Linked DNA regions of Mus musculus: region 2 is linked to region 1. Evidence: chromatin contacts called from public HiChIP or PLAC-seq data. All regions are on one chromosome and are shown on one strand. The core of a region is the stretch at or near the end of the contact, and the rest is flanking DNA. Distances in the headings are between cores, read along the strand shown. Region 1 holds the start of Tox (thymocyte selection-associated high mobility group box). Region 2 has its middle 50 kb from the start of Tox.

Region 1 (6,255 bases), core at 1,645-4,144:
AACAAGCCTTGGGTTGTTGATTCTTCTCATCTCTCTGACCCTCCCTCCTCATACCCTTCCACTGAATCTGCCTGTTCTATCTTCTGTTTCCCTGTCTCCTGTGTTCTATTGCCTTCTCTCCCGGCTTCCTCAACTCTGTAGTCCCATCTCACGTTTTCCTTTCTAGTTTCATGCCCTACATACATACTTACCCTTGCTTTTATACATACATATGACTGTATTAAACTACGGTCTGCATATGACTGAACGCAATTTTGGTCTTTTTGAGCTAACTCACTATAATACTTTCTAGCTCCATCCATTTTCCAGGTTTCATTTTTCTTTTACAGCTGCATAGAATCCCAATGTGTATAAGGGCCACATTTCCATTATGATTCACCTCTCAATGAATGAGCCTCTACTTCCTTGCTATGCCCAGTTTTAAGTATTGATTTTGTTATTATTTTGTTTTTCATAGCCATATGCAGCCCCCACCCCCCTTTGCTTATTACTATACAAATAAATGGCTGGAGAAATAATTGAGTAACTCAACATGCTATGGACAGAACTATCTCATTTTTAAAGTAGTATTTACTCCAAAGTGTAGCCACTTAAATTTTCCTTAAGTGGAATGGAATATTACTACTCAGTAAAATGTAGACCTTGAGTAGGATGTTAGACAATGGTGGGTATTTAAAGTTATTATATTGATGACCATGCTTTAGTGTTAAGCTCTCTCGTGGTTAATGTACTTTTAGCTCAAATTCCTTAGCATGCAGAGCTCTCATGTTGACTCCACAGACTTCCTGTGAAAGAAATCAGGTTGCTTGCAGAGGTAAGACACAGGTTTCTGGCCCTTGGGTTTCTCATAATGGTAGTGGAAATACGTGATGTGGTACCTCCAGTATGTCCAAGGAGTCAAGACACTGACAGCAAGGACCATTCCAGCGATAAACCAGCCCATCTTTCTGCTGGCCCGAGGGCCAAACAGAAGTTGATTATGAATCCTAGGGAAGTTTATAAACCTCAAACTTTATACAGTATAATTTGTTGATGACAGAAACTTGAGATTACGTGTTTATTTAAAGCTACAGACTTTTTATAGCCCCACCCACTTTAACATCTACAAATGAATTTTAAAATCGGTGCTATGAAGCCCTGAACCTATGTACTTGTTATTGTAAAGACCTTTAATAGAGGAAAGATCACCCTTTCACTTATTTTGTGACTCAGAGGGTTTGAATGCAGAGTGAAAATCCTTCCTCATTTCTAAAGCCAACATCCATCACATTACTCTTAAGGTAAGAAGCTGTGTTCTTCCTACCCATAAAAGGAAGACCTGAGGACAACAGTTTAAGAGAAAGAGGCTACCATGGATGGAAACCAAAGTCAAGGAAAAGTTTCCAAAGGCCTTTGCATAGAGGAGAGAACCCCAGGATGCTAATTTACTATCCTTACAGGGCATCTGTTGCTTCCTCAGATCTTTGCATTTGACTGGTGCTCCTATTATAAGGGAAGAGAAACCTGGAAAAGGCTGCAGAGAGCTAGAGAGTAGCTGGCTATTACCCACCATGTACTAAAAACGGTTTGGGGTGGGGGATGGGAGGTAACAAGACTGTTTCCATATATTCTTTGACGCCAGAAACAGATACCTGTGGACATGAATTTTCCACTTTTTTACAGGGTCTTAGGCCCCTAAGGTGTGAAGCAATCAGGAATTCACCCTTGAAAGGTAAACATTGCCCACCCCTATATTAACTTCTCTCTAAAGTCTTTCTCAGGGAGAACGTAAGATGTCCGCTGGACAGTCATCAGGGTCCCAAAACTCTCCCAGATGCCAGGGGACACAATATTGCAAGTTTTTGGGGTTGACGAAGTAAAGCAAAATATGGATGATATCTTTATCCTACCAACAAAGAGAGCCCAGGGAAGCAGACAGCTGATTCGTGAAGGTTGGGGTGGGCAGTGGAGCTCCAAGAGTGCTACTGGGAATCCAACAGTGAAAGTATAATTCCAAGAGGCAAGTAACTAGCCCAGATGTGTTCCCTGTAGCGCATGGTGTGCTGATAACTGTTTCCTTATTTACCCTTCTAAGCACCCCTGGAGTCTTTTTTGCTAGTCCCGCAAGGGCAGGCTCAGCCTCTGCAAACCCTCCCACTGAGAACCAAAGCCGAATGCCGAGGCTCTCTGAGCACTAACTCCAGGAGCACCGCTCCTCGCACAGAGATCAACTGGGGTCCCTTGGTCAGCTGCACACTAGAATGGGGCAGAGGTTGCGCTCCCTGCAGGCTCCCGAGCAGCGCCACAAGACAGCCTCTCCTCTACCTCCCGCGCGGGGCAGAGGTTGGCAGTGCAGCTAGCGGGCAGGAGTAAGTGGTGGGGGGCTCAAAGAATGGGGTGGGGCGGGGGTGGGGCTGCGGGTGCTGGGCGGGGGTGCGCCACAGCGCCCCCTTGCTGTGCGAGCCCCACGGTGCCCCAGTCAGCCTTTGCTCAGTCTCTCCAGCCCCTTTGTGTGATTGTATCCACCTCCATGGCACCCACCCGGGGGTGCTGACTGGGGCACTGACGCTGCCCGGGGTCCCGCCACTACTGATCGAGCCGCATTCCCTTCTTCTGCGTTTGTCCCTCGCCTGGTTCTCGGTCCCCAACTGTACCCTCTGGGCCGCGTCCAGCCTCTGTCGGCACCCCGCCGGTCCGGGGCACTAGTGTCCTCCGATCTTGATCTCCCCTGCAACACCACACACACTCCATCACTCCCCCATCCCAGGCCTCTAACGTGGAGAAAAACTAAAAGCAAAGCAAGGCAGAGTCTCCAATAAAACGCCCAGTACCCCGAGCCCGAGCGCGAGTGCCGGGCGGCGAAGGGCGCGGGAGGCGGGGATGGGGCGGCGGGCGGGGGGGACAATGAGCGCGTGAAGTTACCTGCCCGGCGGCGGCGGGCCGACAGCGCCGGGGCCGAGCGGACCAGGCAGGCTGCGCGCTCGGTGTGGACGGGTGCGCGCCACGGCTTGGGGGGGAGAGTTGAGCGCTTTTCCACCCTCTGTTTTTTTTTTCCTCTCTCTCTCTTTTCTCTCTCTCTTTTCTTCCTCTTCTTAAACAAACCACAAACGGATGTGAGGGAAGGAAGGTGTTTCTTTTACTCCTGAGCCCAGACGCCTCTCTGTTCCGTCTGAGCTTTTTTTTTTTTTTCTGAGCACTTTTTTTTTTTTTTTTTTTTTCAAAAAGGAAAAGAAAAGGAGTTGCTTGATGTGAGAGTGAAATGGACGTAAGATTTTATCCTCCTCCAGCCCAGCCCGCTGCTGCGCCCGCCGCTCCTTGTCTGGGACCTTCTCCCTGCCTGGACCCCTACTATTGCAACAAGGTGAACACTCTGCTTTTGTCTGCACCGATTCTGGCGGCTCGATCCCGGGAGGGGGGCAGCGGTGGCTGGACCGCGATGGGGCCCGCTGGGCGGACTGGGCCGGCTCGCAGAGGCCCGTCCCGGGCGCGCTCGGTCGCAGCCCGCGGCGGCGCTGCGTGCGCTCGGGTAGTAAATATTGTGGAGCAGCTCCGGGGGTTTGCCAAACAACGCGATTGTGCGGAAAGTGACACGATTTGCTCGGATTCTTTCCTTCCTGCTGTTCGCCACTAAGGATCCCTGCTTAGGTTTGCCGGGAGACATTTAAAAAAAAAAAAAAAAAAGCGAGAGATCGAGAGAGAAAACCCACGGAATACTTTGGGGGTGTGTCTGGGGTCTGGGAACTGAGGCAGAGTAGGAGAATTCAGTTTATATTCTAGTTCCTTCTTCTCCCTCCCTTTCTTGGACAGCGGGGGCTCGTGGCATCGCTTCCTTGCTCCGGATCACTTGCCAGAGGAGCAGCTAGGAGTCGGGGTGCAGGGACCCCGGAGGATCCGGCGTTCCCACACCGTGAAAATTATTCTGTAACTCTTTTGTTTTCTGTTCCGGCCGCCGAACTGGAGTTCGGACGCTGGCCCTCGAGACCAGGACGCTGTGGGCTAGTCGCATTATGATTTGGGGGAACAGATCTCGTTTGGGGGGTGTGGGGTGTGGAAATAGCAAGTTTACAGGAAGCCAAGCTAGCGCTTTGCATTCAAGTGTAAAGCTCCGACGCTCTTTGCCTGGCTGAAGCAGGGTCCCTGGCTGGGCTACATCATAGTCTGCTGACTTGGGCCACACAGGACAGCGGAAAGGTATTTAATGCTGGTGATCCAGAATGAGAACTCTGGCGAAGCTGCCCCGGAGCTCAGCTTGGCCCAAGGATAGGACAGCCAGGAGTTTCTAGGGAAGTAATTGCTCTCCTGGCTTCATGCACGCAAAACCTGAGAGGGACACGGAGGGACCGGAGGGATCGTCTCCAAGAGCAGCCACAGGCCACATCTCTCCTCTCCTGGGGCTTGGTGGATTTGTCTAAGCAGTCCTAGCTGATAGAGGTTGCTGGGGACAAGAAGGTCTCTGAAATGCATGGCAAGCCTTTTGGACTCCCAGTTCTTGCTTGATAAAAACCCCCGGCAGATTCTTCCAGTCCTTTCAGGCACTTCACTGACAAGTAGATTAATTCTTTGGGGAAAGTCTTTGAAACTCCCAACATTTGTCTCCTGAGGAGTCCTCACTTTAAAACGTGATGTAGAGGTGTTTAGCACCCCTGCCTCCTGGACTCTCTACTACCATACAGGCTAGTAGTTCTCAGCTCTCAGTCTTGATTATTACACACACACACACACACACACACACACACACACACACACACACACACACACAGCTGTGAGTTACAAAGCCTACAGTCACGCCACAGAGAAGCAACTGGGTGCCATGTCCACTGTAATATTCAGTAAGAGTTGTGAGCAAAGGTTAGTAGTTAGGCAAAGGGGTAATACAGGTCTTGAGGCCAGGGGCAAGTTGAACTTCAGCACGCACAGCAAAGTTGGTGAAATGAAGTTTTACACTGCTGCTAACACCATTCTTGCAGCCTAGAATATATTTTGACTTTAGAACTAAGGGCTTTATGCTTGATATTTTTCCCCCCTGATAACCAGAATACCGTTACTTTTTTCTTTAAAGTAGAAAGTCTGTCTTGGAGATTAAAGACCTGTTCTGTAGTTGTTACCAGAATCAAAAGATTGACACCATTTTTGGCAATAAAACTATACAAGTCCTATTACATTTATCAGTGAATTTGGGTTCCAAAAAAGAAGGTAATGACTTGAATACACATTTCACTCATTATTTCTGTGATAGTAGGGTCAGATTTAATTTAAAAGTTAAATGCTTTGGAAAATCAGGAATTACTTCAATATATTAAATCATTTTCCAATTTAAGTGCCTTAAATAATTTTAGAGGGTTGTGCTGTGAATTGAATGAATTAATTTTGAAAGTCTTCACCATTTCTTTACTAGTCCATTGAAGTTCCTTTTAAGTCACCCTGTGTGTAAGAAGCAAACTGTTCTTTTTAAATGCAAATTAGCCATCCTTTCTATAGACTAGTTGTAAGACTTCTATTTAACTTAGATGGGGAATAATGGATTTTTAAAAATGCAAAGTCATAAGACTTGTTTCTTCTAGTAGAAAAATACCTCCTGGAAAGGTTTCTCTAGGGACTCTTTCCCTATCCATCTCTGTGCCACAGTCTATCAAATATATTTGTCACTGCTTCTTGATTGTACTAAACACACTGAGAAGGTTTCAAGATCCCACAAAGCCCAGGCACTTGTTCCCTACCCCATGGTGATTTGCACTGGTGTAAAATTCCTGCCTAGTTCCACTATTTGAATTGCTTAGGACCGAGACAATCAGTGCTCATTTAGCAGTGAGGTGTAGGGAGATGTGAAAGAAGGGGAGAAGTTTGGAAAGATGAAAAAAATAAATCTGTATCTATATTTAGCAAAATCCTGTTGGATCAGGCTTCCCCATAGAGATAGATTGCAAAGTAAACCTGTTTTCCTTCTGAGCTGTAATGAATACACAGTTTATTTTAAATAACAGTCACTTTGTTGGGTTATTTGTTTTTAACAGGTTGATAAGATCATAAATTACTAATTATCTTTATTTTAAACCTGTCAACACTATACTGTTTAAAGTTGGTGTGCTAAGTCCCATTGGAACCATAACTTTCTGTGCTTTGGTGTCTCACAAAATGTAAATATAGTTTTCTGGTGGCACTTTTTTTTTCAATGTCAGAAGAGACCCTAATTGAGAAAATGAATATCCTCTTTCTGAGCTTTTCTGAATTGAAATGTGGTTGTTTTACTCTGCTGACACTTCCCAGATCCTCTGTTCT
Region 2 (6,369 bases), core at 3,476-5,975, 48 kb before region 1:
AGTAAGTCTAAGTCGTTTTTTCTCATTTACTACTGAATGTATATGTGTTTTGAAAGACTTTTGACACTTGGGTTAGAATCTTGGCTAATTCTTAGTTGCATTTCTAATAATATGAATGAGACCATATTCACTAAAATATTCTTTACATAATTCAAAGTTTATTTTACTATTATTGTTTTCTTGTAAGTTTTATATGATGTTCATTTGTGTGACAGGATTACCTGAATATGAACACACACATACACACACACACCTATATATGTGTATGTGTGTATGTGTATATGTGTGTATGTATGTATGTGTGTATACATATATTCAAAATATATCAGAATAGCTGGTCTTCTAAGCAGACCTGTGATGAATATTAGTTCCAAGCCTTTCATCTATTGCTTATTAGTAGGAAATTTATGCTTTGACAACAAATGATTCTGCATGTTTTCTGGTTTAGAAAGTCAGAATTGGGGGCTGGAAAGGCGGTTCAGTGTTTAAGAGCACTTGATGCTCTTCCAGAGGAACAAGGTCTATTCCCAGCACCTCTCTTCTAGCTTGTGTGTGTGTGTGTGTGTGTGTGTGTGTGTGTCTTTCTGTCTGTCTGCGTGCACGCATGTGTGTGCAAGCCTGTGTGCACACACGATTGCATACATACCAAAAAAAATTAAGGCAGAGTTCTTTAAAATGTGCAAATGTTTCAAATGATTACTTACTGACTGATAATATGCTTTCTTTGCAGTTCAGAATCATGACTTTTCTGCCATTATCTGGAGTAGAAATCCTCCTTTTTGCCTCTGCCTCAGTCTCTGTCACATGTAGTGCCTTCTAAAACAATGGAGATGAGCATTTTTGCTATTGTTTCAAAAGATCAGCTTCTACCTCCCTAAAGTCTCCAAAATTGGACAAAGTGATCAGCCCCCCACCAAAGCATGACCAGGCTTGTTCCTGAGTCATGAATTCTGTCAGTTTCTGCCCTTCTACAAACAAAGATGGAACGTGACTTTTGTAACTGTGGATTGGAGCCCAAAACACAATAAGCTGCCAAACAACAGTATTAGAATGTTCAAGCACTACCCTTACATTCCCTCATTCAACCCGGATAAAATCAGAGAAAAGTTAATGTTGGAAGTTTTAATTAATAAGTATACTGAAACAAAACATGGATTTGTTGTTGTTGTTGTTGTTGTTGTTGTTTCAAGACAGGGTTTCTCTGTATAGCCCTGGCTGTCCTGGAACCCAGGCTGGCCTCAAACTCAGAAATATACCTGCCTCTGCCTCCTGAGTGCTGGGATTAAAGGCGTGCGCCACCACGACCAGCTGGAAAATATGGATTTTTATTATTTATTATTATTTCTTAGGTATGAAAATATGGATTTTGATATACCTTATTAACATATACAAAACAGACTTGAGGTTGATTTTCATTTTTCAGATTTTCACTACTACAGAAAGAAGGTTCTCTTGAAAAAAATCTCAACAACGAGGCTTTGTCTTCAACTGACACTGATAAGATATGACTGGGAAGGAGGGAACATTTGGCTGTGTTTTACACACATATTGGCAATCTGGAATCATCTAGTTAAATTAAGGAAAGAGTTCCATTTCAAAAATCATATTAACTCTTGTATTCCCAGTGGACATTAGTAATAGGAATTAATGAGTGATGCTTTCTATTATTCTCTTATTCATTAATTTGATGTACTTTTATCTGTATTGATTTGTCACAATATTATGTAAGTAGAATTTCAGGCATAGAGTGTGGAGCTGTGTCTGAATGAAGCAAAGTGCAACTTTTGAAAGCCTATTCTATAATGGAATTTGTCAACATCCAGTGATTCGTATTATGTGAAAAAGCTCACACAGGTCTTAGACTCCAGTCTGCTCAGCTAGGGTCTCCTGAATGTCTGTCCAGAATTTTTTCTTGGCCAGCATGTACATGGGAGGGTAGAATCTGCAGGATACCTCCCTTCACCATGGCTACCTGCATCCTGGCAACTGCCATCCCTCATCTCAGCTGCCATAGCAGCTGTCCTTCAGATCTGCCTTCAGACTTGTCAGCCTGAGCCACTGGTGATGCCCGCTCTGTCCCCTGCTGCTGCAGCTGGGCAAGACCTTTCCTTCTGCTACACCAAATCTCCTTCTCACCCTGGATTGTAGTGTTTCAGAAGTTGGAGCCCCACCCATTCAGGAAGCTTTCTTGCTTCTGAATATAGCAGTCTCTGCAGTCTTTATATTAAAAATTAGACATAGATTTTCTTATACAATATATTTTGATCCCAGTTTCTCCTCTCCCAACTTCTCCCAGATCCTTACCACCTCACCACCCATTTAAATCCACACTCTACCTTTTTCTTACTAGAAAACACAAAACAACAAGGAAATCCAGAATGGAACACAATAAACAAACATACATTTAGATACAGCCTAAGAGAAACACATGCAAAGACACATGCACTCATACACACACAGAAATCCCATAAAAATACAGAAACTTAAACAAAATTTTACATGCAAAGATGTTTGTAATGTTAAAAAAAATAACCAGATCCCAAAACAAAACAAAATAACAAAGTCTCTGAAAATACCGTTTAGTTCACTTTAAGTTGGTCATCTACTGTTATGCATGGGGCCTGAGCTTAAAGGTGGTTTGTAAAGGTAAGACTCAGGTGGAATAAATCTATTTTTCCTTTGTGAGTGGTTGTCAAAATTGGAGCTAGCTTTTGACTTAGGCACAAGGACTTGTATCTACAGGGACCCCATCTGGCTTAGACCTGTATAGGCCCTGTGGATGCTGCTCAGTCTTTATGAGCTAAGGTGGGTCAATCCTACTGGATCTAGAAGACCTTGCTTCTTTGGCATCCTTCATCCTTTCTGCCATTTATAATCTTTTTGCCTCCTCTTCCACAGAGTTCCCGGAGACCTCAGGGGAGAGATTTGATGAATGGCAACATCTTGTTTAAGATTGTGTCTTCCAGGGTCTCTTACTCTCTGACCATTACCTGTTATGGGTTTCTGTATTTCTTATCCTCTACAGTGCGAGAAAGTATCTCTGATGAGGGCTGAGAAAGCACTGATGAATGGATATCACTAAATGTCTTTTGCACTCCTTTTACTGCGATGTTCCTTTATCAGAACAGATATATCTGATTTCCCCATTGGTCCATGGCCTATCTAGTCTCAGGTTCTTAACCCTCTGGTCAACTCCAAGCATAGGTCTCAGATCATGGAGTAGACTTTAAGTATAGCCAGATAATGGTTGGTTACTCCTGAATCTTTTGTGCCACTATTGCACCAGCATATCTTGAAGGCAAGTCACCATTGTAGATCAAAGGATTTGTAGTTTGGTTTTTTTCTCTGGTAGCATGCAGAATACCTTTCAGTGCCATGAACTGAAGATTCTACAGGTAAGCAACACCCCAGTTCCTCATTGTTCAATGAGGTATGAAAGTGTTGACTTTAGCAATAGGGCCTTACTATCAGTATGTAGAGAGCAACCAATGGCCTTGGCAATAGGTTCTTTGAGAGCTTCTATGGGGTACCTTTGGATAACAACTCAATTAGATGCAATATATTTCTGACACTGGAAATTTCATTTGCTAGCAAGAGATGTTGAGTCGGGATTTTGTCTCTTCCAATATTTGATGATGCCATTTAAATTTCATTCATATATATACATATTTTAAGAATATTCTATTGTAGTAGGTTTCTAAATTGCCCTCTCAAAGGATCCTTAGTTTTATCTGTCCCTCCCCATATTTTCTCCCTTGCCACCTTTTTTCTTTGTCATGAGATCCACCCGAGGAAGTGTCTAAAATTGTCATTGGGCTGTTTCACTGCATTCAAACATAAGTAAGACAAAATTTAATTGTAAATTAGGCATGCTAAAAACTAGAGACCATAAATACAAAGGAAATTTTTTAACAATATGCTACATTAAAAGTTATATGTATATGACATCTGCCTCAATTCCATAAATTGTGAGGAACAGAAAAAATAGATACACTATGAAGTGGGATAATTTGCAACTGTTCCAGACAGAATAAAATGGCTCAACGTGAAATTTCTTTCTACTCTAAAGAATTATGTGAAATTTAAAACTATGACTTATTTTTTAAAGTTTCTATTCATTTTTATACTATTTTTGGCCTTAGTTAATAACACCATAGAAAAGAAAACCTTAAGTCAGGCCTGTTATATTTTTGTAAATCCTCCTATGAAGATTAGATAGGAAGATTACAAGTTCAGGTCCAATCAGAACTATCTCCTGAAACCCTCTCAGAAGTATAGAAAGTAGAGAGAAAAAGAGGGAATTGGGAAGGGAGGGTAAGAATAGATAGAACTATGGGGAATTCCATCCTCACAGGCAGATCCATCACACACAGCTTCTTCACTTGCTTAAGCTTCCTCAGCTTACTGGTATCCAGCAGTTCCAAGCCCTGACTGTGCCAGAGCTCACCCAGCACCTGTTCAACTCTAACCACAATGACTGTAACCTGACCATGGTTGCCATATTCTGTGGTAACATGTCCATGAAGGAGGTAGATGAAGAGATGTTCAATATACAGAACAAGAACAGTAGCTTCTTCATGCTGTGGATCCTCAACAGTATGAAGACACCCCTGTGTGACATCCCTCCATGAGAACTCAGGTGTCAGCCACCTTCAAAGGCAATGGCACTGGCTGCCAATGATCCAGGAGCTCTTCCAGCCGATCTCAAAGCAGATCACACTCAGGCTTCAGGTCAAGGCTTTCCAGCACTGGTACACCAGGAAGGGCAGACAAGATGGAGTTCACTGGTTGGAAAACAACATGACCTGGTGTGTGAGTGCCAGCTGTATCATGACACTGTGGCTGATGATCAGTGCCAGTTTAAAGAGGACGAGTATAGGAAAGGATGTGGAATAAGAGGAACCTCAGCCCTTGCTTGTGGAAGTGCAAACTCATACAGCTGCTATGGAAACTACTGTCTTGGTTCCTTGAGACTCAGTCTACCTCAAGATTAAGTTATACCACTCCTTGGCATATACAGAAAAGATGTTTCATCCCTACCATAGAGACATAAGTGCTCAGCCGTGTCTTTGTAGCTTTATTCATAATAGCAAAAATTGAAAATTACCCACATGTCCTTGAAGAGACGAATAGATAAAGAAAATGTAGTAATTTACACAATGGAGTATCTCTCACCAATTAAAAATGACAAGGTGAAATTTGCAGGAAAATGGAAGGAACTGGAAGAACGTTAGTCTGAGTGAGACATCAGAGATCCAGAAAGAAAACGTGGTATATATTCACTTATAGGTGGATATCAGCTGTGAAACAATTAATAACCTATAGTCCATAGGCTCACAGAGGGTATGTATAGAGTAAGAGACTGAAGGGAACAGATAGACTTTATTAGGAAAAGATAATAGAGTATATAGTTATGGATGAATAGAGGGACTGACTTGAGGGTATCAAATGGGGAGAGGTGGGGAGAGGAGATTGTGGGAGGGAATATAGGGAAAGACAGCTAATAGTAAGGGGCATTTGAGAAATAGAATAGAAACCTAATACAGTAGAAATTTCCAAGAACATATTATATGCACATATGATTTCTAAATAAAATCATCAAATAATGAGGGAGATAGAGTCCCAGCTGGCCATCTATCATCACCTGGGTTACATCCGATTGAGCTGTTGGTCAAAGAGGCCCCAAAAGAATCCCCAGACAACTCAGACTGTGGCCAAGACACAAATGGATGGCAAGGTTCCACGGCTGAAAAAACCACCTACACAAGCTCATTGAACATGCAGATGTCGACCTACTGCTTAAACAGAACTTTCATCCCTGAGTTCCAGCATTATTGGTCCAGGAAGAAGAACTCTCCACATTAACAAAAAATGAAGCATAAATATCAAACCAGCCAAAAAAATCCTTTAATCTACAATGGTGTACTATCTATGGTGATACAAACCTTGTAGGAGTAACCCATTGATAGATGATTTAACTTAAGTCCCACTCCATGAAATGGAACCCTGCTTAATGCTAGAAATCTAGAACTAGATAGTGGGTCTAAAATGCTGGTCTCAAAAGTAATGTAGTGATAAAATGACTCCTAATGATATTCTTCTATACTTATAGATTAGTGACCTTTTCCACCATTATCATAAAGGCTTTCTCTTGCTGCACATGGGAAAGACACAGAGACCCAGAGCCAGATGTTATGGAGAGAATAAGAAACCTAGGAATACAAAAGACACCGACAAAACAAATCGCTCTAAATCAAGATGATCAAAGTACTTAGGAACTCAGAGACTGAGGTACCATGCACAAGGCCTGCACAAATCTGCATCAAGTCCTTTGCTTATATATTATGACTCCCAGTTTCGTGTTTTTAC

What was found. HiChIP or PLAC-seq counts read pairs in DNA pulled down with a chosen protein or histone mark.
Region 2: an H3K4me3 HiChIP or PLAC-seq map of the SCID.adh cell line shows a contact between it and region 1, with 22 read pairs. The contact joins the enhancer-like site here to the promoter of Tox in region 1. A contact is called at or near these places in 2 of 115 datasets of contacts at active chromatin or transcription factors (the SCID.adh cell line and embryonic stem cells) and 2 of 9 other capture datasets (adipose tissue and liver).

What each region holds. Positions count from the first base shown.
Region 1 is chr4:6,987,475-6,993,729 of GRCm38.p6, reverse strand. Tox (thymocyte selection-associated high mobility group box) reads left to right here and starts at 2,894. Exons shown (of 9, transcript NM_145711.5): 1 at 2,894-3,340. The coding sequence starts at 3,239.
Region 2 is chr4:7,037,552-7,043,920 of GRCm38.p6, reverse strand. No RefSeq gene overlaps it. Among named protein-coding and RNA genes, the nearest start is that of Tox, 50 kb to the right of the region's middle. Within about 2 kb of position 4,725, at least 1 of the 459 cell types and tissues checked has an H3K27ac peak or open chromatin away from gene starts, as enhancers often do. A contact at or near this core is called in the SCID.adh cell line, where this site is marked.